Regions from separate parts of the Hordeum vulgare genome. Here region 2 is linked to region 1. Evidence: chromatin contacts called from public Hi-C data. All regions are on one chromosome and are shown on one strand. Each heading gives the region's core, a stretch centred on a gene start, on an enhancer-like site or on the middle of the called end of the contact. The rest is flanking DNA. Distances are from core to core; before and after follow the strand shown. Region 1 has its middle 19 kb from the start of LOC123410991. Region 2 has its middle 50 kb from the start of LOC123413293.

Region 1 (7,108 bases), core at 4,292-6,791:
CAAATGCTACAACTGACTTCCTAAAATGCTACATCCAACATCTTAAAAAGCTTCAACACGAGACAGGGCTGCCATGGCGCAACCGCAAAAAAGCTGCAACTTACAGTTGAAAATGCTACATCCAGCATCTTTACAATAGAGACGACGACAAGGACGGCATATTTGCTAGTTGCTACAACCACCTCGATTTTTTTGCTACCATTGGTGACATGTTTTGCTACATACATTCATGGGTCATGGTGCTTCAAACACGACAACGAAGCACGAAACAAGATGCTGGTGGTGGGTTGTCGTGAATCCCGATGATGAGATCTAGCATGTAGCAAGGAGAAAAGGCGCGACGCTGCGACCGGGAGGGAATGGTGCGGTAGAAGAGCGCGACACGCGCCCCAGCGAGCTGCGCAAGATGCGGGAGGAGCGGGAGGCAAGAGAGCACCGGCCATAGGACCGCCGACTGCAAGCTGCATAACGAGTCAGTGAGAGGAGGGGGCAACGGAGGTGCTGTGAACGGGGAATAGAGGAGATGCGGGGAAGAAGACGACCTGCCTTGGAGATCCAATAGCTGATAATGTTGGGATCGAGCGGCTGCAGGCCGATCGACCAAATTTGGACCGATGCGCTAGCGCATAGCGGTCTCCTTTATACTCCCTCCATTCCTTTATGTAAGGAGTATATTTTTCGGCACGGTGATCAAGGCACATAATTATAGAGGTGTTAGGACAAAATTATCCTTGACAAATTTATTGGTTAGTGGCAAGTAAATCAATGAGTCTACTAAAGTAAGAGATACGCGCAATCGAGAGAGATAGTTTTTTTGATACAATTAGAAATACAAGCAACCGTGAGAGAGATACTTTCCTTTTTCTGGAAGGCTAATAAAAAATTACAAGGATTTACAAAAAAATGCATCTTACATTGTACAATTTTATTTAAAAACAAATACACCTTATAAAAAGAAATGGAGGGAGTATAGACGTAAAATGCTTTGTATGTTGACATTGTAACTTTTTTTTCTCTTGCAGGGGACGTATGTTGTAACTTGGCCGGGCCTCTACTTGGCCCGTGTAAGTCGCTTGGCTGGGCCTCCACCTAACGCGAGCTCAATGGATTCGGATGCCAAAAGATAGAATTCTTTTATTTATAAATAATCCTGTCTTGCTTCTTTACACAAAATTCCACCTGTTTATATATGCCTACGAGTAGCAAGAATCAACAAGTTGATCCATCAACAAACAATGATATGGTGTGGGTTCTGTTTACTTAAGAGAAATGAAGAAACTAAATTCACGTGTGTACCTAGGGAAACAAAGAAATTAAATCCGCTGCGGACTAACACATGTGCCAATGAGGTTAAAATCTATAAAAAGTCCCCTATTTTGTTAGGGTTTTACAGTCCTCGGGCGCCCGCCGCCGCGAGTTTGGTCTTTCTCCTTTCGATTGTCATTGCGATCGGGAGATTGTATCTTCTGCCTGGGGTTTCTCGTGTTGCTGAGCCATGGCGGCGTCCCCGAGTGCTGTAGCCTCCCACGGTAACGCGATGATAGATCCGAGTAAGCTTCTGGAGCACTTGCATCTGGAGGAAGATGAGTTGGATAATTTGGTGTGGGAAGATGAAGTAGATGATCCAGGAGACCAGCCGAAGTGGCTCGCCCTTGCACACGTATTGACGGAGAAAAGCTTTAGCCAAGGGGCTTTAATTGGCGATATGAGGGGAGACTGGAATACGACAGGAGACGTGGTCTGGAGGAAGATAAACCCTAACTTATTTGCGGTACAATTCAACTTCTAGCTGATTGGAACAAAGCGATCCATCAAGGTCCTTGGGACTTCCAAGGATCAGCGTTGATCATCGAGTAGTATGATGGGTTCTCCAACCCAGAAAGCATCAGGCTAGATCGGATTGAGACTTGGACACAGATACACAAATTACTGATGGAGTGTTGAGGAACGAAGGGTTTGTGTAGAATATGGCACAAAGAATTGGTGTGGTACAGGAGGTTCGAGTGAAGTTGGACGTCAACAAGAAGCTTACTCGCTTTGTGAGTTTTTCAAAGGGGGCAAGACATAATTTTTCCAAGTAAAGTACGAAAATCTTCCGAACTTCTGCAACGCATGTGGGAAATTGGGACAGTGGCATGAGGAGTGCGGCAGAGGAGAACATGACATATCCAAGTTTGAATGGGGTCCTTTCATCCTTGCCTCAAGGAGAGGAAGAGGAACTGTCAGGTTTTCGGGTACCGGACGCGGTTCTGATGGCGGAGATGGTGAAAATAATGCACAAGGTCGTGGAAGGGGCCGTGATCACATGAGGGGAGAGGTTATACGGGAAGAAATCAGTGGAATCGTCAATATAAAAACCCGGGGGTTTGATAATATGGATCATGATGGTAACTCAAACAGTGTTTCTGACTCTGAAGACCCAACTCGATTGGACGCACATGACTCACTGCTAGATAGGGACAACGCAAGCAGAAAGTGGCTGAACTTCGATGATGACCCGAACAAGGCACAAGTGGAGGTCAAAACATTGGTAGTGTGCAGGCTCCTAAGGACGGAGCAACAATAGACATGGTGGATGGTGGAAGTGAGAAGGAGGATCTTCTGGCAGGATTGTTGGCAAACGATACGGTCAATGGTGATGGATCAAAGACTGTGTCTACATCGGAGAAGATACAAGTTCAGAAGAAGGCAAAGACAAGTGATGCTGTGAATCAACCTAAGACATCGGCAACTCCTGGGTCGAGGGTTGACCGGACACAATGAAAATACTAAGCTACAATGGCCATGGGTTCCAAAAACTCACGGCTATCCGGGCTCTGCTAAAACTGGTTAAGCGGAGTGATCCGGATTTGATCTTTCTGTCGGAAACTCACCTCGAGGAGTGGCCTGCAGAATGTTTGCGCCGTAAGATAGGGATGGATTATAAGAAAGTGGTTGGCAGTGATGGAAAGAGTGGGGGTTTGCTCCTACTCTGAAAGAAGGATGTGGTTGTTTCATTGCGACACAAGATGAGCAACTACATTGATGTGTTTGTAGGCAACAATCAAAGTGATGTATGGCGTTTTACTCGTCTCTATGGAGAACCTGATTTCCTCTTCTTTTTCGTGGACTTGTATGCAAGAAAGAATATTGTTGCCATTTTTTATTTCTGATCATTGGTTATAATTTTGGGGATCTGCTCATGTGTTTTGGTAATTTCATCTGATACTCAACATGTAATGTAACTTTTTGTGTTTATGTTCTCCTGTATGTCGGCACATTTTGCCCTAGTTGGGCTATTAAGACAAATGATAGGTGTTTGTGTTTTTTCCCACGCGGTTCCATAGTCCACAATTAAGCATTATATTGCTACCATCGGAATTCCTTTGATCAATGTGACAGTCAACGAACCTTGATAGCTTTATTTTTCCAAAGTTGATGTGCGTTGTAAGAGCAACTCCAACGCGACGAACCATTTCGTCCGTCGATGTCCGTTTGAGTTCGCACGGACAAAACGTTGACCCAACGCGCCGACCCAAACGGATGCGTGTCCGCTTTTTGTCCGCTTGCCGATCCATTTCCGGTCCAATTTTGAGTCTGATTTGCATCAGTGTGGATACAAAGCGGACGCGCGGGACACGCGCCTACTCCCCTCCCTGACCCACAAGTCGGCGACAAAGTGGCCACTTTTTCCCTCCATTTTCCGCAAACCCTCCTGCTCGCTCCCGCGCCCGCTCCCACTGCCATGGACGACGACCTCAAGGCCGCTGCCGCCATCGGCCCCCTCGCCTCGTCCGACGCTGCCAACGAAGCCAGAGGCAAGTCCCGCACTCCCCGCAAGGCCGCTGCGCCGCCCAAGAAGAAGAGGAAGGAGTTGTTGATGCCCGAGGAGCGGGACGTGGAGTAGGCCAAGAAGAAGGGCCGGAGGCACATGCAGGATGCAAGGGGCAAGGCAGCTGCCGCTGCCGCCATCGTCGTTGCCGTGCAGCAGGAAGATACCAATGCCCGGGTGAAGGCGGCAATGAGGGAGGCCTTGTTGTACCTAGGGGTAAACCCAAGCGAGCACGGGCTTGTCACCGCCGTGCCGCGGTCACGGCCAGCACGGGCTCGTCAGCATATCCTCGGATGATGCTGCCAGAGTCGCCGCACGCGTCTTCCACGCAGCCGATTCCCAGCCTCGAGGACAAGAGGGACGCGGCGTCGACCGCCTTGCTTGAAAAAGTGAAGGGCCGACCCATTCCCGGTCCATCTTTAAGCCGGATTTTGCGTCGGTGCGAACACGAGACGGACGCGCGCGTGCTCGCCTTCTCCTTCGCTGGGCCCGCTGGTCGGTGACAACCTCCATCATTTCCCTCCATTTTCCCCAAAAACCCTCCCGCCCGCGCACGCTCCCGCCCCATCCCCGTTGCTTTAGGGTCATCAAAGACGAGGAGAAGTTCAAGGCGCAATATGCCGCCCTCAAGTCGCGTGGGGGGAAGCAAACCGTGGAGGAGGTTGGGGACGGCGAGAACGCACGGCCGAGGGGGAAGACCAACTCCAAGGAGGAGGACAAGCGGGATGCGGCGTCGAACGCCTTGATCGCAAGCGTGGAGGGCATGATGAGCAAGAAGGACTCAAGGAAGGAGGAGCGCCGATGTTACAAACAAGAGCAAATGAACGCCTTCATGGAGATCCAAAGGAGGAGGCTTGAGATGGACGCAGAGAAGCAAGTCAAGATGCTTGAGATGAAGGCGGAGAAACAAGCCAAGATGCTAGAGATCAAGGTTGCCGATACCAAGACCAAGGCGAAAGAAGTGGCTCTCGCGAGCATGATGACCGGGGAAGAGATCATGAAGGTGGATCTCAACACCGTGTCGCTAAGGAAGAGGCCGTGGTTCGAGAAGATGCAGGCCGACATGCTCAAGTTCGATGAGGAGTGATCTATGGCCGCAGGCCTTTTTGTATGCCGACAGATGTGCTGGCATGACCACGGGGCCGCGTTGGCGTGGTCGAACTCAAGTCCCACCCCTTTTTGTGTGCTGGTGTGCCGGCCGCTGACGAGTGCGTCAACATGAACTGTGTGGTGATTGTATGCCGGCGCTCGCATGGTGCGAGCATAAGACATGGCTGCTGGCATGATCTATGGCCGCAGACCTTTTTTAAAAATTATGTGTGAACATGAAATGGGCCGAAGCGTTGGACGCACTGCCGACCTAAATCTAAAACAGGACGAACATCGGACGGACGACCGATCCAAATTGATAAAAAACAAACAAAAACATCGTACGTTTGGATCAGCTTCGTCGGAGTTGGTCTTACGAACGAATAATACATGAAGCTCCAGCTACTGACTATTCCGTCGTCATCTGATACGTACGCTACGAAATAGACAGTCGGATCCTTTCCATATCCGACTGTTCGCCGTGAGAAAACTTTGAAAGATGCCCCTTTCCCAAAGAAAAATCCAACTAGCTAGCAGCTCCCTGTTGGATTGGATCAATCAACTCACGGAGCTGGTGAGAGCATACACACAGTACACGCACGCACGCACGAAATTTTCTCCACGCAATTATGCGAGCGATGTGGCTTTCACGACAGCCGCGGGGCAGGGACTGCCTCCTCGTCGCATTTGACGACCTCTCAGTGTACATACATCAGCGTCGACCATTTGATTCTCTCTGCCCGGCGCCGAGAGCGAGAAAGCTGCGGATGTCTTATGAAACTATCTCTACCGACTGCACTTGTCGCCTTTCGCAATCTGAAAACGAGGGGGCGACGATGATTGGGGCAGCTGACTTGTGCATTATACATGTATGGTCGTCTGCTCAGGATTTAGTTTAGGTCTAAACTTGGTCATGGTCTAATCCTATTTGTGCTACCTGCAAAACAGAACCAGAGTAGATGCAGGCGGGATGGGAACGGTTAAGCTGCTGGTGGTTATAGACCAAAACACCAAAACCCTGCATGGTGTTTAGTATGGAGACTGCCTGCCCTGTTGTTGTTTTTTCAAAAAGAGGTTGAAACCCTGTGCCTGCACACAAGCATTGTTATTCTTTAGGGTATCTCCAACTTCAACCCTCAAATCGCACGTAACCATCTGGACCGCGTGGTTAGGACATGTTTTCTCATCTAACATGATCCTGCATCGATTTGTTTAGTGGTCTAGACGTGGTTATTTCTGCAACCCGAAGACAAACTAAGGGCGAGGTTGCACGCGTCTGAAACGCTTTACCCGGTCCACCAAAAACCCCTTACCTACGACCACGCGTTTACCCCTCCGAAACCACTTGCCCGCGTTCATGCCGGTCCAGAGTGGACGCAACCGTCATTGGAGCCGGCATTGAAGCGGCTCACAGGTAAAGAGCGTTGCCCGCTGCATACGACTTCTTTTCGTATTGAAACGACATTCGTCTGTTCGCCTACCTTCATGACGGGAGGCCTCTGTCGCTCGAGTCCCATGAAGGCCACCGCCACCGCGTCACCGTGTTACACAACTGTTGTTTTTCCCGATGAGTGAGGGTGTAGACCACACAACCGTCTTCCCCCGTCCAAAATCCAACTTTGTCCGTGCTTTGCGGAGGTGAAGGAGGCTATTCTTGCCCTCTCGCTGAAGCATATGCCTCCAGGGCTCCCTCCGATGAGCGGGCTGTCGAACTCACCTTATTCTTGTCCAAGGCATCCACATCCTCCTCGACCACCCTGCCCTTCGCGGCAGCCTCGGCAGCCTCCTCCTCAACTAGGCAGGCGTCGATCCACGCTAAAAACTTTTTTCGTTTCCCTCTGAGGTTCCTTGGTCGTGGCCACCGCGGATTATATTTTAAGATAATTTTCTACTCCCTCCGTTTCAAAATATAAGTCTTTATAGAGATTTCACTAGTGGACTACATACGGATGTATATAGACATACTTTAGAGTATAGATTCAATCATTTTGCTCCGTATGTAGACCGTTAGTGAAATCGCTTAAAAGACTTATATTTAGGAACGGAGGGAGTATGTAGCATGTTTGCTTTGTGTGAATAAAAACCAAAAGAACATTTATATGCCCTATTGTGTATGTAATTCCATAGGAAAATTTCCGTGAGTTCAGTCTCACGATTTTTTGGCATATATGCCTTTTGTAAACGAGGGGTCGATGATGATTGTGTATT
Region 2 (6,643 bases), core at 2,488-4,987, 100 kb after region 1:
GCCTCATGTGGACATTAGCACTACTTCTGCTCAAAATGCTATATTGCCATGTGCTAGTCCTCTTAATTCAACTACTCATAATGTTGCTACATGTTGTGATGAATTACTTTCCTTGACTTGTTGCTCTAATAATGAAGCTTATACTTCCTCTAGTACTTGTGTTGATACTAACCATGTAGAGGAAATCGAAGAGCTCAAGGCCCAAGTCACTTCATTGAAGAAAGATTTGGAAAAGAGTCGGGAAGGGATGTCCACACTCAACAATGTCTTGTGTGGGCATAAATCCCCAATTGACAAAGATGGACTTGGGTTCAACTCTAACAAGAAGAACAAGTCCAAAAGCATCAAGAAGAAGGGACAAGAACAAGTCAACAATTTGGCCAAGATTGGTTGCTTCAAGTGCAAAATTGTAGGGCATCATGTTAGATCTTGCCCATTAAAGAAGAAGCCCCAAAGTCACAAGCAACAAGGGAAGCGGCCACAAGTTCAATCACATACTCAACTTTAAGTTGAAGAAAGGCCTCTTCCCAAGAAGACCCAAACCAACATTTCTCAAGTTGAGAAATCAATTGGGAAGAAAGTAAAGGGTAGATGTTGCTACTTATCTCGTGAGAAGGGCCACTTCGCTTCTTCTTGCACGAGAGGTGATTTATCCAACCCAATCATTATTGTGATATATATTCTCTTGGTAAGGATAAGATTGGCAATGTGTTTGCCAAGTTTGTTGATACTCAAAGTGGTGTCAAGAAAAGAACCATTTGGGTAGCCAAGCCAATTGGAAATTCCAATTCTTGGAATTAGCTCAATAGAAAGTTGGGCACCGATCTCAGTGGCATCGATATGGAATGTTGGTTGTACCGAGATGGTAGGGGGGTTTGGCATAGGATCTGTCTGGTGGAAAATCAGTAGGGACGAGCGGAAAAAGTTGGTGGCACCGATTTTGCTAGTTTAGCTTTGGACAGAGATGTTTTGTGGGAGAATTAGTGAATATTTTTGGTGGCTATCTCTAAGCACTTGAGCAACCAATTCATCATAATACCTCACCCCCTTCTATTAGTATTGGCTTTCCTATGGACTCAAAAGTGATTTCTCACAAATGTAAAATGTAGAGTCTTCTTGCTTGAAGCTTGAGCCAATCATATTCATTTCCATCATCAAGGTGTTTCTCCTCACAATCGTATGGCCAAGGCATCTTTGAACTTTTCTGAAATATAATTGGATAAGAATAAGATCATTAGTCCAATGGTGCATATATTTTGATCAATTATCAAAACCACCTTAAGGGGCAATTGTGCTTTTAGTTTGACATTGAAATGTATTTAAGGCAGGTTCATCTTGCAGCTGTTGATCACCAGGTACCGGCGGCATGGGCTGCCTTCCTCAATATGCGTCGGGAGATCCGAGACACAGAGGTGCATCAAGAACTGCATCACGATCTAGTGGAGCCCTATGGAGGCTCAAGAGCAACGCCTAGTTCGATGTGTTTTAATTTGTGTTCAAATTATGAGCTTGCTTTGTTGAACTATTTGATTTGTATTGATTTTTATGATAAACTCTGTGATAAAAAAAATTGTTGAATATGTGACGAAGTAACGAATTTGAGTTGGTACTCAATAACTGGGGGTGAACTTAGAGGAACGGCTGGGAGCCAGAGCCCCCCCCCCCCCCCACACACACACGAAAAAAGCATCGGCGAATCCTCAAAAGACATTAATTTTCGTCTAAAAACGTTTTTGGGATCGAATGGCTGGAGATGCTCTAACTCGGGCAAGAACCGCTGCTAATTAAATCGATGAGGTTCTTTCAACATAAATCAAGTAGTTTGGGTTCTCTCCATGGATCTTGGAATCTTGCCACGTGGAACACATTCACAATCGTCACACCAGAATGCAGGCAAAAGTAGTCATGTTCTTGGATTACATAAGTAATCATCCTAGGGCCTAAGGGTGACCTTACCATGTTTTAGTCGGACAGGCAGGTAGTGTTTTTTACTATGTTTTCTCCGTGAGGGAGTTTAGCTGTGTTTTTTTATCAAGTATCTTATGTCTTCTTTTTTCGTACATCATATCTACGTCTTTTGTATCTACGTCATGTATTGTATCATTTACGGTAATCATTCTAACCATCTATACCTATTAATAAAGGGAATAGGTATTTTTAATTCGCCATGTTGTTTTGTAGGAACATCCTAATGTTTTTTACATTAAACCCACAGTACATGTCAATTATTTTTTTAAATACTCATATCTTCTAAACCGTAACTTTAAATTTAACAATGTCATGTATAGAATTTGATTAGAAAAATATGCAGAATCTAAATATGATGTTATTTTTACCTATTAACCACTTCAAAAAAAATACTAACCATAATGTAATCTTAATCAATAATGCATTATCCGACTTTCTTTCATACCCATACTGATCCGGATTGGAAATAAACATTTCAGCAAAATCAGGATTGGAGACAAAAATGAAGATCACTTGACCGTTTCTTGGTACGTATGAAATCTACATGTAAGTCGTGTCGAAATAGAAGACCTGTGAAATATTGAATTGCGCTTTTGTAGCCTAAGACCATCTTCGTTTGGACCGTCGCTACAAATTCTCGGATTATAGAACATTTTTTGTAAACTAAGAACGTGTGGTGTTCTTTTTTTTTCCGTTGCAACGCACGGGTCCTTTTGCTAGTTTTTTATCAATGAAATGATGTGTAACCTTTGCATATTCGCCCATGCAAAAAAAAAAACCTTTACATATTCGCAAAAAAAATAGACATGCAAGCAGTGATATTCTGAATGCCCAACTACGAAGATCGGAACAGCAGTTTTTCTTCCTTTTTGAAAAAACGATCAGAGCATGTATGCATATTATTATGAGAGCCACGGACCCATCATAAAGAGATCCCTGCCAACCACAACCTCAGAACGGAAAGCGGAGCCCTAGAAAGCTCGAAAACCACCGCGCAACGATCAAAAAGGCGAGAAACGGAAGCCGACGGCGCACCAAGCAAACAGCCGGTGTTCGTCTGCAGCGGCAGGGCACCCACTGTTTGGTGCCGCAGGACCGGCCGACTCGTTCGCTGTTCGACGCAGGAGCATATGCTTGGCCGCTCGCGGACTGAGGACGGTACATCTCCGATTCTTCTTTCCACGTATCGTCTTCGTCGTCGAGATCAGTGGGAGCAGGCCGCGCATTCGGTCTCCAGTCTCAAGCCTTGTCTCAGCTGTCTGTCGACCAACCAGTAGCATAACCGCATTTGTCGCTGCCATGGTACACACGCGGCCCGATCCCGATCCGGGCAACGAGCCAAAACGAAGACGATGGTTACTTTCTCGTACGGATGGGCTTTGGGCATGCATGCACGTAGGTAGGTATAGAGTTGTATCTGTACCAAACATGCAGGTTGTATCTGACGTGATGTACTCCTAAGTCCTGACAGTAAAAAACAGAGACCTCCTACGTGCACTCCCTTTGCGGCCCCACTCTCACTAGCAACGTGCTTACTCACCGTCACCGACGAGATTCATCATCAACTTGTTCCTAATGACCACCGACGAATCCACCCCGTCTGCACGATCGACCAAACCCTTGCTTTATTTGGTGAGGGAGGGTTAAGGCGTCAGCGTTGGATCGTTAGCGGGACGAGCAAATCCGCGCGCGCTTTGTGTTAGTTGCTGCTGTTGAGTGTTGTGTGCAGTCTTGGAGCCATGCGGGTTGATTCCGCGGCACTCAAAGGCGCTCCCTGAAGCTGACCGTGCAGCCGCCATCTCCCTCTCTTTCTGTTTCTGTTTCTGTGTGTCTATGGTCAAGCGCAATAATTCGTCGACGCTGCTGCCGTCTGATTGTGATCCCTCCCGTGTCGTGTCTGGTGCTTGCGTCCTACAGTACTACCTCCGTCCTGATGTGATGTATAGGGCATTCACTCGTCCGATGTGGCTATTCATAAGAGCATCTATAACGGGATTTGCAAATCCTAAATATCAGCGCACGCGCGTGACTATGAGCGATCACGTCTTAATTTTTTTTGGCATCCACATATTTCATCCCCTATTTTCATACACAAGCATGCAAAATAAAACGTCTACGTACTACGTAGTAGTATACTCTTTTCGTTTCAAAACAAGTGTTTCAAGCTTAGTATAATTTTGTATTGGAGTTAGTATAAAGTTGAGACACTTATTTTGAAACGGAGGGAGTATTACTCATCGTCGTCGTCAAAGATGGCCTGAGTCGCATGTGTCGCCCGCGCCGCCTCCATCTGGAGTCGATGAAGCCGTATGGCCTCCGCAACTGCCTTCGAGCGGATGGAGTTGAGGATGGCCAGCTGCTCGGGCCACAGATCCACGACCGCCGACGCCTCCTCCTCCCCATATCCAGCGACGGTGCCTCCTCCGCCGGCTCCTGCTCCTGCTCCCCCACAGTTAGCGGTGGCGCCTTCTCCGCAGAATCCTACTGGTCCTCCATCACAGCTAGCGGCGGCGCCTCTTCCGTCGGCTCCTGCTCCTCCTCCTCTTCCACCCCCAGCTCATCCTCCTATTCATCCTCCACCTCGTGGGAATCCTCCTCCAGATCCAGAGGTAGCCCTGCCTTCCTCCGGATCCAAACCTACTCAAGGAGTCAGAGACGGTGCTAGATTGTGTAGTGCCGATGGTGTGGGGGCATGACACGGCGGAAGGAAGGAGGTGGATGTGCTAGGGCTCGAGACGCCGGCCGGCTAAGATAGTCGGCTATGGATAAGGGCGGGGAGTCGGAGCGGCGCCACGCAGCGTTCACACCGTGTCGATGATCGAGGCGTCCGTCGGACCGTCGGGTTTTCTGGCGAGTCCATGTAGGGTCAAGCCGTCAGGCCGACGTGGCGGGCGTGTCCGGGCGCGCCTGAGCGCGTCCGGGCTCCCCCATATCCGTCTCATATTTAGGCTGGAAATGAAGGGTGCAGGTCAGCCCGGAATTTTGAGGTCGTCTGAATCACATTTTCATGATCAGATTATGATCGAGCGGCCTGCCCGGACATTTAAAAAAGGTTTAAGGAATCCGGTTCTAGATGTTCTAAGAACATATAACAAGGGATGGCGTTGTGTAGACACCTGACATCTTCATGTAAAGATTTTCACTTTGGCCGGTATTTTCATATTCCATGAATTCTTCCAAAGTAATAAGCCGAACGTACCGAGAAAAATTCGCTCTTCATGATGCTATTCGACATAATCCTTCGTCTCTTTTAGTTTGGCCAGAAATTTTCCCCGACTAGCATCTCATCCGACTCTTCCGGATCAATTAGAGCATCTACAAACGGAGCTCACAAATTCGGTCCCTCAAACGTTCTTAAACGCGTTCGATCAATGACCGGATATATCCCTTATTTGTCCGTTCACGCTCCCATGCTTTTCATTTTTTTCCTCATATATCCGATCAATTTCACTTGATTGATGAAGAGGAAGAGAGAAAAAAAAGAATTAATAAAGAAAAGATAAAGGTGGTCCCGGGTGGGTCACATACTATGTGACGGACTGACCGGGCATGTCCGGTCACGTTCATGAGCCCTTATATCCTTCCCGTATTTGAGATGGATATAAGGGTTTACGGACATCACGGACACATAGGCATGATATGAGGGGTCCGGGTGGATCAACTTTTTCCTTCTCTCTACTATTTCGTCAATGATGGGACGCATTCGCGGACATACGAGTGGTCATTTGAAAGGTTCGACTCTAGATGCTTTTAACTTTCCAACGTTCGTGAGTATTTGGTTTCCCTAAAGTGTAATAACTTTCTTTGAAGCATTGTTCGAAATCCAGCACTCTATCCAAATATTGATCTTTTCTCCATATTCTACTCTTCAAATACATCCCTTCTTTAACATTTGGATGCCGGCCTAAATACTTTGCCATACATAAGATAAGCCCTTCTTCACTTGGCAGTTTAAGATGTCTCATATAGGGCAATATGTGCACACAAAGAACCATAGTGTAAGATGTACTACCAAGAGAGCCCGTACGTTGTAACGGAAGAGAAAATAACACATGCTCTGAACGCAATATATTTATACATGGCATCACATTTGTGTTGCCGACGATGGCCTTAGTGCTCACACAACGAAAACACGTTTGAATGTACAGTCACTCGGAATAAGATGAGAAATATGTTGTTTCTCCCCCATGAGGTTTTCCAAAGATGTGCATGTGTGGTTAAAGATGTTTTCTTTCCTTTCAATTTGGTTTTAATTTAATGGATGTTTATTGCAATTCGTATCGTTGTCGGAAAGAGAGAAAAAAAAACCATGCACTACAGATTAAGTTTGCATCAAAAATAATATTTAAGAAGTATTCAACAGCTAAAAATAACATCCTATTTAGATTCTACACATTTTTTAATTAAATTTCATATATAACATGTTAAAGTCGGAGTTACGGTTTAAAAGATATGGATAATTTTGTTTTAGATAAAATGTGGATTGATTAACTGAAAAGTCGGATTTTTTTTTTGTTAAAACGAAAAAAGACGTTTCGGCTGACTTAAATACGGAGCGCGGGTTGATTACCTGAAACATCAGGGGTTTTTTTGAAAAATGCAAAAAAAAAAGATTCATTTTCTGAATTAAATCCGGACTGCGGGTTGATTTCAGGGAACGTCAGAAGCTTTTTTA

Evidence for each region. Hi-C and Micro-C count contacts between places; a contact is called where the count stands out from the background.
Region 2: a Hi-C map of leaf shows a contact between it and region 1, with 7 times the contacts expected there. The contact joins two enhancer-like sites. A contact is called at or near these places in 2 of 6 Hi-C or Micro-C datasets (both in leaf).

Annotation. Positions count from the first base shown.
Region 1 is chr7H:117,640,445-117,647,552 of MorexV3_pseudomolecules_assembly, forward strand. No RefSeq gene overlaps it. Among protein-coding and RNA genes, the nearest start is that of LOC123410991, 19 kb to the left of the region's middle. Within about 2 kb of position 5,542, at least 2 of the 3 cell types and tissues checked have open chromatin away from gene starts, as enhancers often do. A contact at or near this core is called in leaf, where this site is marked.
Region 2 is chr7H:117,747,229-117,753,871 of MorexV3_pseudomolecules_assembly, forward strand. No RefSeq gene overlaps it. Among protein-coding and RNA genes, the nearest start is that of LOC123413293, 50 kb to the right of the region's middle. Within about 2 kb of position 3,738, at least 2 of the 3 cell types and tissues checked have open chromatin away from gene starts, as enhancers often do. A contact at or near this core is called in leaf, where this site is marked.